Regions from separate parts of the Rattus norvegicus genome. Here region 1 is linked to region 2. The links are chromatin contacts, called in public Hi-C maps. All regions are on one chromosome and are shown on one strand. Each heading gives the region's core, a stretch centred on a gene start, on an enhancer-like site or on the middle of the called end of the contact. The rest is flanking DNA. Distances are from core to core; before and after follow the strand shown.

What was found. A called contact is a pair of places that touch in the nucleus more often than the background predicts.
Region 1: a contact with region 2 is called in a Hi-C map of the A7r5 cell line, with 5 times the contacts expected there. The contact joins the promoter of Nek7 here to the enhancer-like site in region 2. A contact is called at or near these places in 2 of 12 Hi-C or Micro-C datasets (the A7r5 cell line and mammary epithelial cells) and 1 of 1 datasets of contacts at active chromatin or transcription factors (oligodendrocytes).

What each region holds. Positions count from the first base shown.
Region 1 is chr13:52,696,565-52,702,590 of GRCr8, forward strand. Nek7 (NIMA-related kinase 7) reads right to left here and starts at 4,259. Exons shown (of 10, transcript NM_001108346.3): 1 at 4,107-4,259.
Region 2 is chr13:52,405,673-52,411,582 of GRCr8, forward strand. No RefSeq gene overlaps it. Among named protein-coding and RNA genes, the nearest start is that of Atp6v1g3, 46 kb to the left of the region's middle. Within about 2 kb of position 2,324, at least 15 of the 93 cell types and tissues checked have an H3K27ac peak or open chromatin away from gene starts, as enhancers often do. A contact at or near this core is called in the A7r5 cell line, where this site is marked.

The sequences.
Region 1 (6,026 bases), core at 3,009-5,508, 290 kb after region 2:
CAACTCAGCTTACCCTGTCTAGGATTACAGACGCATGAGAATGTACTTTCATTCTCCTCCGTTCATTCTTCTTTAAAAAGTTAATAACAATTTTTAAAAAGGCTCATCAAATCACACATGCCGAAAAGCCCCTCTAACGGTAACAGTCATAGGGACAGTAGCTAAAATGAGCACTCACGAATGAAGCCTGTCAGAACTCACCCATATGAGGACTATCACTGACTAAAGAGCACAAAAGAGCGGATAAATGGCTGGCATCACCTCTTACCTGAGTTTCCCAAGGAGGAAACAGGACACAGCACTCACTCACACACTGCTTCTATGTCACAGGATGAGTCTGGGGTCCCCAGAGGCCAAGGCTGTCTAAAGCTCTGCAAAGACAACTCCCATCCCCTCTCGAAGCTATTCTGAGTATTAGCCCCCTGCACCTCTGTCTCTTCTTGCAGATTATTTTCTCTAGTAAATCTTCTCTACGTCTGTTCTGGTCTAATGAGTACTTTTTTATCCCCTTACCCTTCACAGCAGGATAACCAACCTAAGTGGCTCACGTGGTTATGAACACCAATAAGCAAAATCAGGTAATGCTCAGTGGACGTTAGACACACGTTCTAAGAATAAAAACTTTCACAGCGCACTGTTGCTGGAAACCCCAATGGCTTAAAACTCGTGCGTAGGCCTTTGATGTTATCTTCTATATAAATAAAGTTTTATTGGAGCACAGCTACATGCACATATATGGGGAGTGTTTGTGGCTATAAAAGCAGGAGCTCCCAGAGACAATACAGCCCAGGAAGTCAAAAATACTTATTATGACTTATTAATACTTATTATATTGTTTAGGGCTAGTGAACCCATCTGTACATAAGCAGCCTGGAGTTCAAAAGTAGCTCTTAACTACTGTCCACTCAGGAGCTGTGGTAGGTAACATGCAAAAGGGACGACTTCCACTGAGTCATATAAAACGGACATCTGTACACTTTTATAAACCAGTAAGTTTTCCTCATGTGTACACTGCGGCTAGCTATTAACCCCAGTAAAGCTCATCTTATTTGGTCATTATATACACATTAGGACAAAGTGTTTTTTTTTTTAATAAAGGTTAAAAAATCATTTATCCTGATCAAAAATGGGAAAAGATGTTCCTTAGCATCTGCCCTCATTCCCAATCCTCACCATAAAACCATGAACGATAACGGAGGCTGTTTTCTTTAAAAGGAAGAAAATACTTTGAGAAATAGGTAACACCATAGGGACACCAAACTGTCAGTTGGAAACAAATCAGCAGTTTAAAAGTTTTGCAGCTATGTAAGTTATATAAGTTTCGAAATTCTCAGCCAAAGACAGTAACTCATGCCTATAATCTCAGCCTTTGGGAAGCTGAGGCAGGAGGAGAGCATGAGTTCAAAGCCAACCTGAGCTATACACAAAGTAAGTTCCGGGCCAGCAGAGTAAAACCCTACGCCAAGAAAAAAATTTAAGTGTAAATTATAAAATTATATTCCACAAACACATATGCTTGGGTATAATCATATATCCAATGTTATATCGGCTATACTCTCCATGAATAAATAAATTGTAGGAGGAAGAATTAAAATGGAACAACTTCAAAAGTTTAAAGTAATGGTTCTTAGAAAAAGGTTACAATATTTGTAGAATTGCATATAAAGCAATTCGGAGTAAATAATAACCACCCAGGTCATATAGTTCTAAACTATAAATTTCCCACACCTTCAGAACTACCCGTAAGTTTGCTACTGTACTACGGTTTAGATTGTGAAGTAAAATATCTGCCCACACACTAATCAAGTATTTGAAAAAAAAAAAAAAGGTGAAAATGAGAATAGCTACCCTAAAAATTCTTATAATAACAGAATCACTGTTAATCACAGAATAAGTAAAATCACTGGGATTTTACTTTATTCTATTTTTAGTAAATGCATAATACTTAATGTTTGTAGTAAGTCAAGGCTGAGGGGCATCAACTGCAATCATCAGAAGTCTGGAATTGAGAGGGGAGTCCTGGCAATACTTATCTTTACAGAGTGTAAGTGCTGTACACTTCGGTTTATTTGAAACTGAGATGCTGGGTTTTAATTTAGTAAAGAAAGGCTTGTCAGCGGCCTCTGCTCCCCTCCTCTGCTAGTGCAGCCATCATAAACAGGGGTGATTTTCTTCGGTTTTATTAGGCTGGAAAGAAACTTAAGTGTCCACCGAAGAAGGCGTTTGTGGGAAAGGAATGGCGGGAGACAGGTATTAACCAGATAAATAAACTTTAGTAGTTCAGATTACAAAATAGGTCTGAAAAAAATGCAGTCTTGACTCTTTAAACTGATAACTGCCTTAACCGTATTAAAACTGCCACGCTGCCATAAAAGTGTCTAATGAATTTTCTTCTGATAGTTCTTGGTTTTCAGTTTCAGATGATCTCGGGCAAAAGCCCCAGTCAGTCACGGACTATATTTAATTTGCTGACCAGGTTTGTTTCTTATGTACAATGGTTTCAGTGGAAACTGTGACTCCAAGCTGAGCCCGAATCCTGAAAGTTAACAAGGGGCGCAAAGAAAACCAGAGGCCCCCTCTCCTCTGTTTTTTATACAAGACTGAGCCTCTCAACCCTTCTTTCCATAGGCCCACATCCTCAAAGAAACTTGGCCTCCCTCTCCTAGTCCAGGGCAGCAGTAGGAAGTACCCGCCCTCCTGAGCTAGGGCCGGGTGTCCTCGCTGTTCATTGGCTGCAGTGGCTGTCAGTGCCCTGAAGGCGGGGACGCCCACCTTGCAGTGGAATCTGAGGACTGCATGGTCACTGGGTCCAGATTCCCCTCCATTCCGGCCCCGAACTCTTCTCCGAAGGCCCTCCTCTCATATCCACTTTTCTGCCTCTCTAAGAAGTAAAGTTTTCCCCCCACCAGCCAAAACAGAGGATGCAACGGTTTGGGATGTAAAGCAAATTATGGACCGGATCTCTCGGAGTGATGGCAGAGTGCTGTGAAAATGAAATAACTGCTTAGGTTGCAAGCCAGTTCAACCAAGTGCACTGGCCATCACGAAATACTGCAGCCATGAATACAAGCAAGAAATGCCACACAGCACTGCAGGCTGTATTTTTTTTTTATTCATCATTTTCAGAGTTTGTCCGGTTGTCCCAAACTACAAATTTTTGAGTGTGGGTACTAAGTCTTTCTTGGATCACAACATCCCATCATCTAGAAGAGAACAGGTTTATAATATGCATATTCGGAACGTTATCCTGAAAGGCAGCCTACCAAAGCACACCGCCGTGAAAGGCTGTAGACAACGTGTCTACTGGGAACTGCAGATTTCTTGGAGGAGAAACTAAAGAGTGGTCCTAATAATACTCTGTTAGCTGCGGACATCTGGTTGTTTTTTATTACAACCTTTAAGATTAGTAGTCTCAAAGAAAGAGGGGGAAAGTCATTTCATCTCTAGATTGTTTTACTATATTCAGTTCCATCACCAGAATCGTAAAGGGCACAAACACATCTTACTCTAAAGTAAATACATTCTTAGTGTCTAGCCCGGGCAGAGACTTAGGCTATTCGAGTACAGTATGTGTGTCAATAAATGCATCTCTTGAGGGTCTCCGCCCCAGGCGGAGGCAGCCGACATTGCTCAGCAGCATCCCCCCATGGCCTCTCTAACGTCACCTTCGTCCCATCTGTGACTCAGCTCAGCTCATACTTTGCTGCATCCTAGCCCTGAATCGGTCTCAATCAGTCCTCGACCTGACTACCCGACCACTCACAGTCTGTGAACTTCACTTTTCTAAACTGGGCGGCAGCTTAATCGGTTGAGCCAATCCGCGATCGGTAAATAGCCAAGGTGACCAATGAGCTCTGCCCGGAGGCGGGTCTTCACTGGAGTTCCTCCTGTCCGAGCCCGGAGACCTGTTGCCGCCGCTACCGCAGAGCTGGAGCTTCCCGGGGGTCGAAGCGCCCGGGGTCTGAGCTCCCGCAGCCAGCGGCCTGCACCGCGCTCCACCAGTTGTAGGCGGCCTGGCGGATCCTCAGAGGCACGCGAGTCCGAGGCCCCACGCGGCCCGCCCGCTCCCCGCACCGGCCCCACCCGGCCGGGCCGTGCATACTCACCAGGGCGCCCGGGCAGCTCGATCCACGCGGGCTGCAGGGCTGCGCGATCCCGGGCCGATCGCCTCTGCCCGCGCCACTGCAAGCGCCGGCTCCCACCCTGATCGGCCGGCGCTTCCCACTGCGAGCCTAGCAGCGGCCCATCCTCCCGGCTGTGCTCCTCCTCCGGCTGCCGCGGCTGTCAGGAGGGTAAACATCCCGGCATCCCCGAGGAGAGGGCGGGCCGCCGCAGGCCCCTCCCCGCGCCCGCACCCTGCTCGGGAGCCCACGCTGCCACTTTCCTGAGAACTGGGGTGTGCCTCCCTTTCTGCGGTTGGCCCCTGCCTTCAAATCGGCGTATTTTGATCCCACTCTCTTTTACCAAGTGGTTTCAGCTACCTCTACACTGTGTCAGTGAAAGCAAACGAGAGTCTTCCCGGAATCTGGCTAAACAAATCTAGACTTTAGTGTCCCAGCATTAGGAATGCCTTTCAGGACGCTTCCGAAAGTTGAACTAGGTGGTACTAGGTATGCAGGATCTTTGAGATACAGGCACACTTACAAAGTGGCATTACAAAAATTATTACATTACATAAATTAATTTACACGTCACATATTTGCAATATGGTTCTCTCCTTAGTACATGGAGCTGTTGAAAAGCAAAGCTTTGATTCCTACTGTTCCACTAACCAGATTTGAACTACTGGGGCAGCCAGCTAGGAGGCAGTATAGAGTCTGTCATGCCTATATTCTAATCATTCAGTGGCAGTTGTTTAACTTATGGTCTTTCTCGGAAGAACAGCTTTAACGCCTCCTTAGAAACAGCCGGTGAGATACAGCGGCACGCTTGAGCACATATTCTAATCATTCGGTATCACTAGGTCTTTCTCTGGTTTCATTTTCCTGCCAAGGGTAGTAGTAGAGCCAAAAAACAAAACAAAACAAAACAAACAAACAAACAAAAAACGGTATTATAGCTCAAATGTGTTCAAACAATGGAAAGTAGGATTTAGAAAGTTAGGGCCAGGAGTTTGATTCTCAGGACCCACGTGATAGAAGAGAACTGAGTCCCCACGAGTTGTTTTCTGACATCCATACTGCAGCGTGGCGCACATACGAATGCAAGTATGTAAAATAGAATTAGGAAAAAACGCAAACTTTAATTTTAGAAAGAAAATTAAATTTCAAGAGGTAGCGTTGGTTCAAGAGCTTAAGCTGTACAGGTTTGCCAGGCGAGTTCTTAGATTGGGAGGAGAGGGTCTATATCTATTTCATAGAGAAATAAAGCTGGGGTGTGAATGTTCCTTTAAGTATGTTTATCAGGGGAAAATCACTTGGAATTTGAGCAGAGACCTGAAGAAGTGAGAAAAGGTGGCATGCGACTCAGGAAGTAGAAGGTTTTACACGGGAAATGCAAAGGTACCCTGTGTGGACGTGGGTTCGCCATGTTGGAGAAACAGCCAGGAGGTCAATGCAGATAGAATCCAAACCAACGAACAAGGGGGAGAAGATGATGAAATGGGGGATGGGCTACCAGAAAAGGGACAGGTGTAGAAATTTGAACTCTTATATTTTATTCTGAATAAAGTGGAAATTCATTACAGGAGTAAGTTGAAAGAAAAACAGAACTGTGGAGAATGAACTGTAGGATAACACAACTAGAAGTTAAAAAAAAGAGACAATTCATGGTCTCTGTGAAACATTCCGATCAGGCTTAGACCAGAATGCTAGCAATACCAGACAGTAGCAAAACCAGACAGACTTCAGATACATGTCCATGACAGAGCCAAAGGGGTTTGTGGAGGATTGAATGTGGTATATGAGATGAAGATAGGATAAAGCCAATAAGTTGGCATTTGAACTATATTGTATGGTCACATCACGCCAAAGCAGCCATAGGAACAATGTCACTTGAGTTGCCATGCATAGGCATAGCATACAGAA
Region 2 (5,910 bases), core at 1,074-3,573:
AGAAAACCAAAACAGAGGGAAAAAATAACTTTCTCCAGCACTTAAAATAATGCCCACAGGAACCCACCCAATAAAATGGCCCGAAACAAAACCCTTGCTTCAAAGCCAGAAACAATGACAAAGCTGCGAGCTCTGCCCACAGCTACCTATACTGCGTGAGTGTGGGGAAATATGCGAACTGGCAAACGGGGTGTGTGGCACTGCCTCTCTCTTGCAATTGCGGAGCTCTTTGCCCAGGGCAAGGAACACTGCAGAAGCCAGCAGCAGCCAGGCAGGGCTGTCAGCACGAACCTTATCACTTCTGGCACCACAGTTTACCAAAGTTGCTTATTGGTAAGCAATTACCAATAAGGCCCGAAGAGCTCAAAGTGCAGGTAGAGTAAGTCATAAATAGTTCAGTTTTAAGCCAGCTTTTCCATCCATGGAAATATGAAGCTGCCGAGGCATGTGTGTGTGTGTGTGTGTGTGTGTGCGTGTGTGCGTGTGTGCATGTGTGTGTGCGTGTGATGTGTGCATGTGGTGTGTGCGTGTGTGTGGATGTATGTGTGTGTATGTGTGTGTGTATCTGTGTGTGTATTTATGTGTGTGCGTGTGTGTGTGTGTGCACGTGTGTGTGTGCACGTGTGTGTTAGTGTGTGAGTGTGTGAGCATGTGTGTGCATGTGTGTGTGTGTGTGTGTGCAGGTGATGGATTTTGTCAGAGGGTAGCCATCCTCAGAACATTTATAATGAGAAAGTTGCTTGTCACTAGGTCAATGGTCCAGAAGGATTAACCCAAAATGTTACCTATACTTTATCATATTAAAATTATGTACAAATTATTTGTTGCAAGTTATTTATAAAATACAAATTTGTATCATTAACAATGTTTAAAAAATTACCAAAAATGAACCAGGATAGACAAGGAAAAAATTTAAAAACTGGATTTTATATAATTTGGTATAACCAATAACAAAGTCGCTCATTTACTAAATCATCTCTGTCTGAATTTTTATCAACTCCACAGTATTTTTAAATTAGAGTTTACTTACTAATAATAGTATGTTTAGGGTTGCTACATTAAACTAGGTTGTTGCCAAGAGTGGCAATCCGTTTTGCCTTCTGTAGGGAACTGTAACCGTATGGGTTAAAAGGCTTGGTTTAAAACTTTGCATAAAGTGTTCTTCACAGCCTGCGTCTGGCAGACACTCTGAGTCCCTTGGGGGTGTTTTTTCCTTCCTCTCCTCTTGCCCGTTTCCCATCCTGACTAGTTTTCTTCCTGTCTCTCATCCAAGCCTGCAAAATGCCATCAGGAAGGAAGGAGCACGGTGCTCTGGAAGTTCTGAGACAGAACCAGCTCTGCCACACGCCATAAAATGGAGCGCCAGATCCATCTAGGTGCGGCAGGGAAGTGGATTAGCCTTGCCTTCACCTCCTCGGTGTAGGAAGAAATAGAAAACCTTGCTGCATTCAGTTCTAAAATTACAACTATCCCACAGGCCGTGCCTTCATCAGAAATGCTTCTGTGGGTATTTTACCTAACAACCACCAATACATTTCTGAAAATACCAGTCGAGTTTTTATGCAAGGTCTGAGGACAACCAAGGTTGAAACAATCAGACTTGGGCTTGCTCACTTTGAATGGAAACAAAGCATCTTTCCTATCTGTGGGTTGTGGTTTTCCCTTCAGTGCACAGTTTTGGCTTTGGATCTTCCTTCCCTAACACCCCAAGACTATTTCAGAAACAAGGAGTAAGATGGCGCCCCTGCTTCTGTCTTAGTTTCGCTTCCTCTTGTTTCCACTAGGAGGACGTTTACTTCGTCTTAAGTTGCGAGACATTGTCATTTGCCATCCACAGTCTTTGGTTTTACTTGATAAACATGTTATCCTTATACTGGGGAAAGGAACTGTTTCTGGTTATGTTTTGAGATTTGTTTTCAAGCTAAACTGTAATCAACAATTTCAGTCAGTAGCCTGGTGTTCTATCAAAACATAATATCAAATTAACTGTGAGTACTAAGTAGCCTGAAACTAAACCGCTAGCCAGAATCAGCCAAGTGAGTCTTTGAAGCAGAGCAAATAAGATTGGATCTTTGGTTTTCGCAGCCAATGAAGTATTAAAATTTTCTCCTTCGTTTGTGCAGACAATCCTGTTTTGACCACTAGATGGCGATATGAACTCGCTGAATTTGGAACCCGACCAGCCCCATCCATAATTTCAAAGAGAAAAAAAGATGAGGATTTTCCTTAACTGATTTGATAGTCTGACACATACTGTTAAGGAAGTGGATTTATATGATGTAACAGCTATTTCATTAAGTTTCCGTGAGAAAGAAAGCATCCTCTTCTGGCAAGAAGACGTGTCTGCTTCTAAAACACAAGCCAGGGAAATCAGGAAGCAGAGTACAGTGGGAGGGGAGGGGAGAGGCAGACAGGCTTGCTGGCCAATTTGACTGCTTCGAGACTGACTTAAATATTTTCCTGACTACTTGACAGTCAAAATGGCGAAGGCAGTTTGTTTGTGTCAACACAGGGTGTATTTTGTGCCTCGAAAAGTGAATATCTATATTGCTAGACTTCCTTCCTGTCTGCCTCTTTTGTACCCCAGCTATTTGGCCCAGTTAGTTGGGGCAGTCTGCTACTGAAACCATAGTTGCTAGGGGAATAATCTTGGCAAGAAAGCATGCCCTCGATTTCGGCCGGTCACTAGACAAGTGCTTGATCTACAGATATTCCTGTATAAGGATGTCCTGATGATCAGAAAAGGAACATCTTTGCAAGAAGGGAAAAAACAAAAACAACATCAATCAAAAACAAACAAACAACAAAACAAAACATTCCATGAATGGCAACTCCCAAGTGTCAGTTCTCTAGAAAGGACTCAAGTGAATAATTGTAGAACTCAACTATTTGATGAGGCCAGCCATATTCTTTGTCCCTAAAACCAAGTATGTTCTGCACACAATTGCTTCAAACTGAAAGAGAGGGGAGAGAGAAATAATTGGAATCCCACCAGCCTCACAATACAGTCACAAAGACCAACAGGCAAACAAACACGGGAGAGCGCGGTAACTACAGTAAAAAAGAGATGTACTCCCAAATGCCAAAGGAAGTGAGTAAGAGTTGACATTTAAGGCCAGCCACGAAGTTAAGAGTCAAACAATGACAGGAAATCAACTAGAAAATGTGACCAAAGGCATTCCGGATGATAAAGTAACAGTATAAGAAACCAACAAATTACAGAATTAGTGTTTAAGAATACCTGTCCATGGGCTGGAGAGATGGCTCAGCGGTTAAGAGCACCGACTGCTCTTCCAGAGGTCCGGAGTTCAATTCCCAGCAACCACATGGTGGCTCACAACCATCTTTAATGGGATCTGGTGTCCTCTTCTGGCCTGCAGGTATGCATGTAGGCAATAATAAATAAATCTTAAAAAAAAAGAACTTTAAAAAAAAGAATACTTGTCCATGTGCCAGGAATGTGGTCTCTGTCATCGGCACCTGCACTAGCTATGTGGATGAGGGGTGGTCAAAAGACAGTGATTTTCCATAATCTAAAATGTATAATGAGTATCAGTGAATCCTCCCGGCAGAATCAACTGGGAGAAATAAGTATATAGTCTCTTGTTTAGGAAGCCTGAGCAGTCTCAGAGAGAGCAGATCTCACCCTCACAGAGCGTAGGGCTCAAACACCTCTCTTTCCCTGTGCTTTGTGCTTGGTGACTTCCTTCCAAACCCCGGAGTGTGGAAAGAGAAGTTAGGCATGGAAAACTCAGGGTTGTGGGATGGTGATTGCTCAGGCTGACCTGTCTTATAACTTTCACTAGTCTTTCCCCTCAAGCACATAATCCAGAGCTCGTCGGGGTGTCCTGTAAATCCCTCCTGAAGCTCGGTGTACAAAAGACAGGAACTCTTCACAATTGCAATGGACAGCTGAAACATTTGCAACCAATAAGGTGTGCGGGAACCTTGACAGAGAAATGACATGCCTTGGATAGGATCCTAGAACAGGAGAAAGAGGGTGGGGAGTTATAGTTTAGAAGAAAAATAATCTGAATGAAGTGTGAACTTGATTGGATAACGCAGTGATATCTGTTCATTAGTTGTCCCAAGTGACAGGAGACACCATTAGATGTGGTATGGATGTACACTCTTGGCACTATCTTTGAAATAGTTTTTTCTTTTTTGTAATAAAAAATAATACATAAATGTGCTCTCTTGGTTTCACTGGTTGGCTTTGTTTGGTTTTGAGATAGGATTTTGCTAAGTATCCCTGGCTGGACTGGAAGTCCTATGGACTGGTCTGGCCTCAAGCTGATGGATCTGTGACAGGCGTCTAGAGGATGGACACCAGCAGGGCCTGGGGACACGTGGAATGGGAAGGACTGTGTTACCTCTTAGAGGCCTGTTATATAACGACGCTATGAAATGAGAAATGCAATGTTAGGAATGATGATAAAATTAGGGTATAGTTACAAACACAGGAGGCAAAGGCGAATGAGAATTGGGACATTTGGTAGAATCTGGAATGATGGTGTAAGCTAGTATTCTTTTATATAGAAAGCAAATATAGAAATCAATATCTTACAAGCGGGCATATAGGAATGAATGTGTGCGTGCCCACACCTACAAAATTCCCTTACTCTGCCCGCAGTGGCGGAAACGCTCCTGTAGCAGCAAACACACCTCTCAGCTAGATCTCGGCCTCTGAACTCCAAGTGCAGAAACAACAGATCCCAGGCTTGGCTCAAAGAGTAGAACATAAGCCTGGGGCTCTCGGCTTGACTGGCAAATAAGAAAGTGCCCGGGAACTGTAGGGACGGGTGATAAGAACACAGAGCCCAGCTCGAAGAGGCTCCTACTGGTCACGCTTGAGCTGATGAGAATCGAAAAACATGAAATCGGTGAATAGTAACAAAATAAGAACCCACAAGCTCACATTGCTATGAACTAATTAAATGGAGAGGTTGCAGATAAACAGGGTATTTGGATTCTCAAATTGTAGCCCCACGAAACCCCCAATAAATTAGAGTTGGTTGGAATCTACTTCTTCCTTACCTTCATGTCATCGGAGTCATCAATGCTGGGGAATCCCGAGACAAGTTGGTATTACGAGACCCGGTGGGATGTAACGAGAAGAGTCCAGCGTCATCGCTTCACATTCTTGGCAAATATATGAAGCTGGAAGATCAGTGTTTTGAGGACCCCGTTCAGTCCTTCCCTGATCACTTCATGGTGCAGCCCGCTCCCATCAGAGCTGGCCACTTGAATGGCCCCAGCCCTATCATCAGTGGCTCAGTCCCAAAATACCATTACTTCGGACTTGTGGCTCCTCTAAGAAAGGGGATGCTCTAGTACCCTACATCATTATTAAGTTAAATTATGCCCGTTTTAATTTGAATTTTATCACATGGGGCCTTGTTTTTGATAAATATTTCACAAAATAAAGAAAGCGCCACTCAAAATTAGTGGTTGCTGTGTAATACATGTATACTTCCAATACTCTTTGTTTTATTGTGAGTCAGTGGGCAAATGCTACGCATGGATTCCTAGTGCACATGCATTACTTTATTATCTGTTTCTTATCATAGCATTGTTGTCAATTGATGTTCTGGGAAAGAAATACCACTTACATTGAACATTCTTCTGGGATGACTGAATGACTAGAACTTCAATGATTGGGAAGAGGTTGGAATGTTGCAGATCCAGAGCCAAACTTTCTTGAGCAGTCATTGCCCTCTAATCATTTATTACTCAACTTGGTACGTGTGCTAACATCCTTGTGAGTTTGAAGTAAATCCTCTTGGCTCATATGAATAGGCCCCTACCTTGTACCAACTCAAATGCTAAGAATGGTGTCAGAAAGAGACTAACCGCTATAGAAGAGACTTCTACACTCTGTCAAAAAACTGCCTACCCAATGTGCCCCAC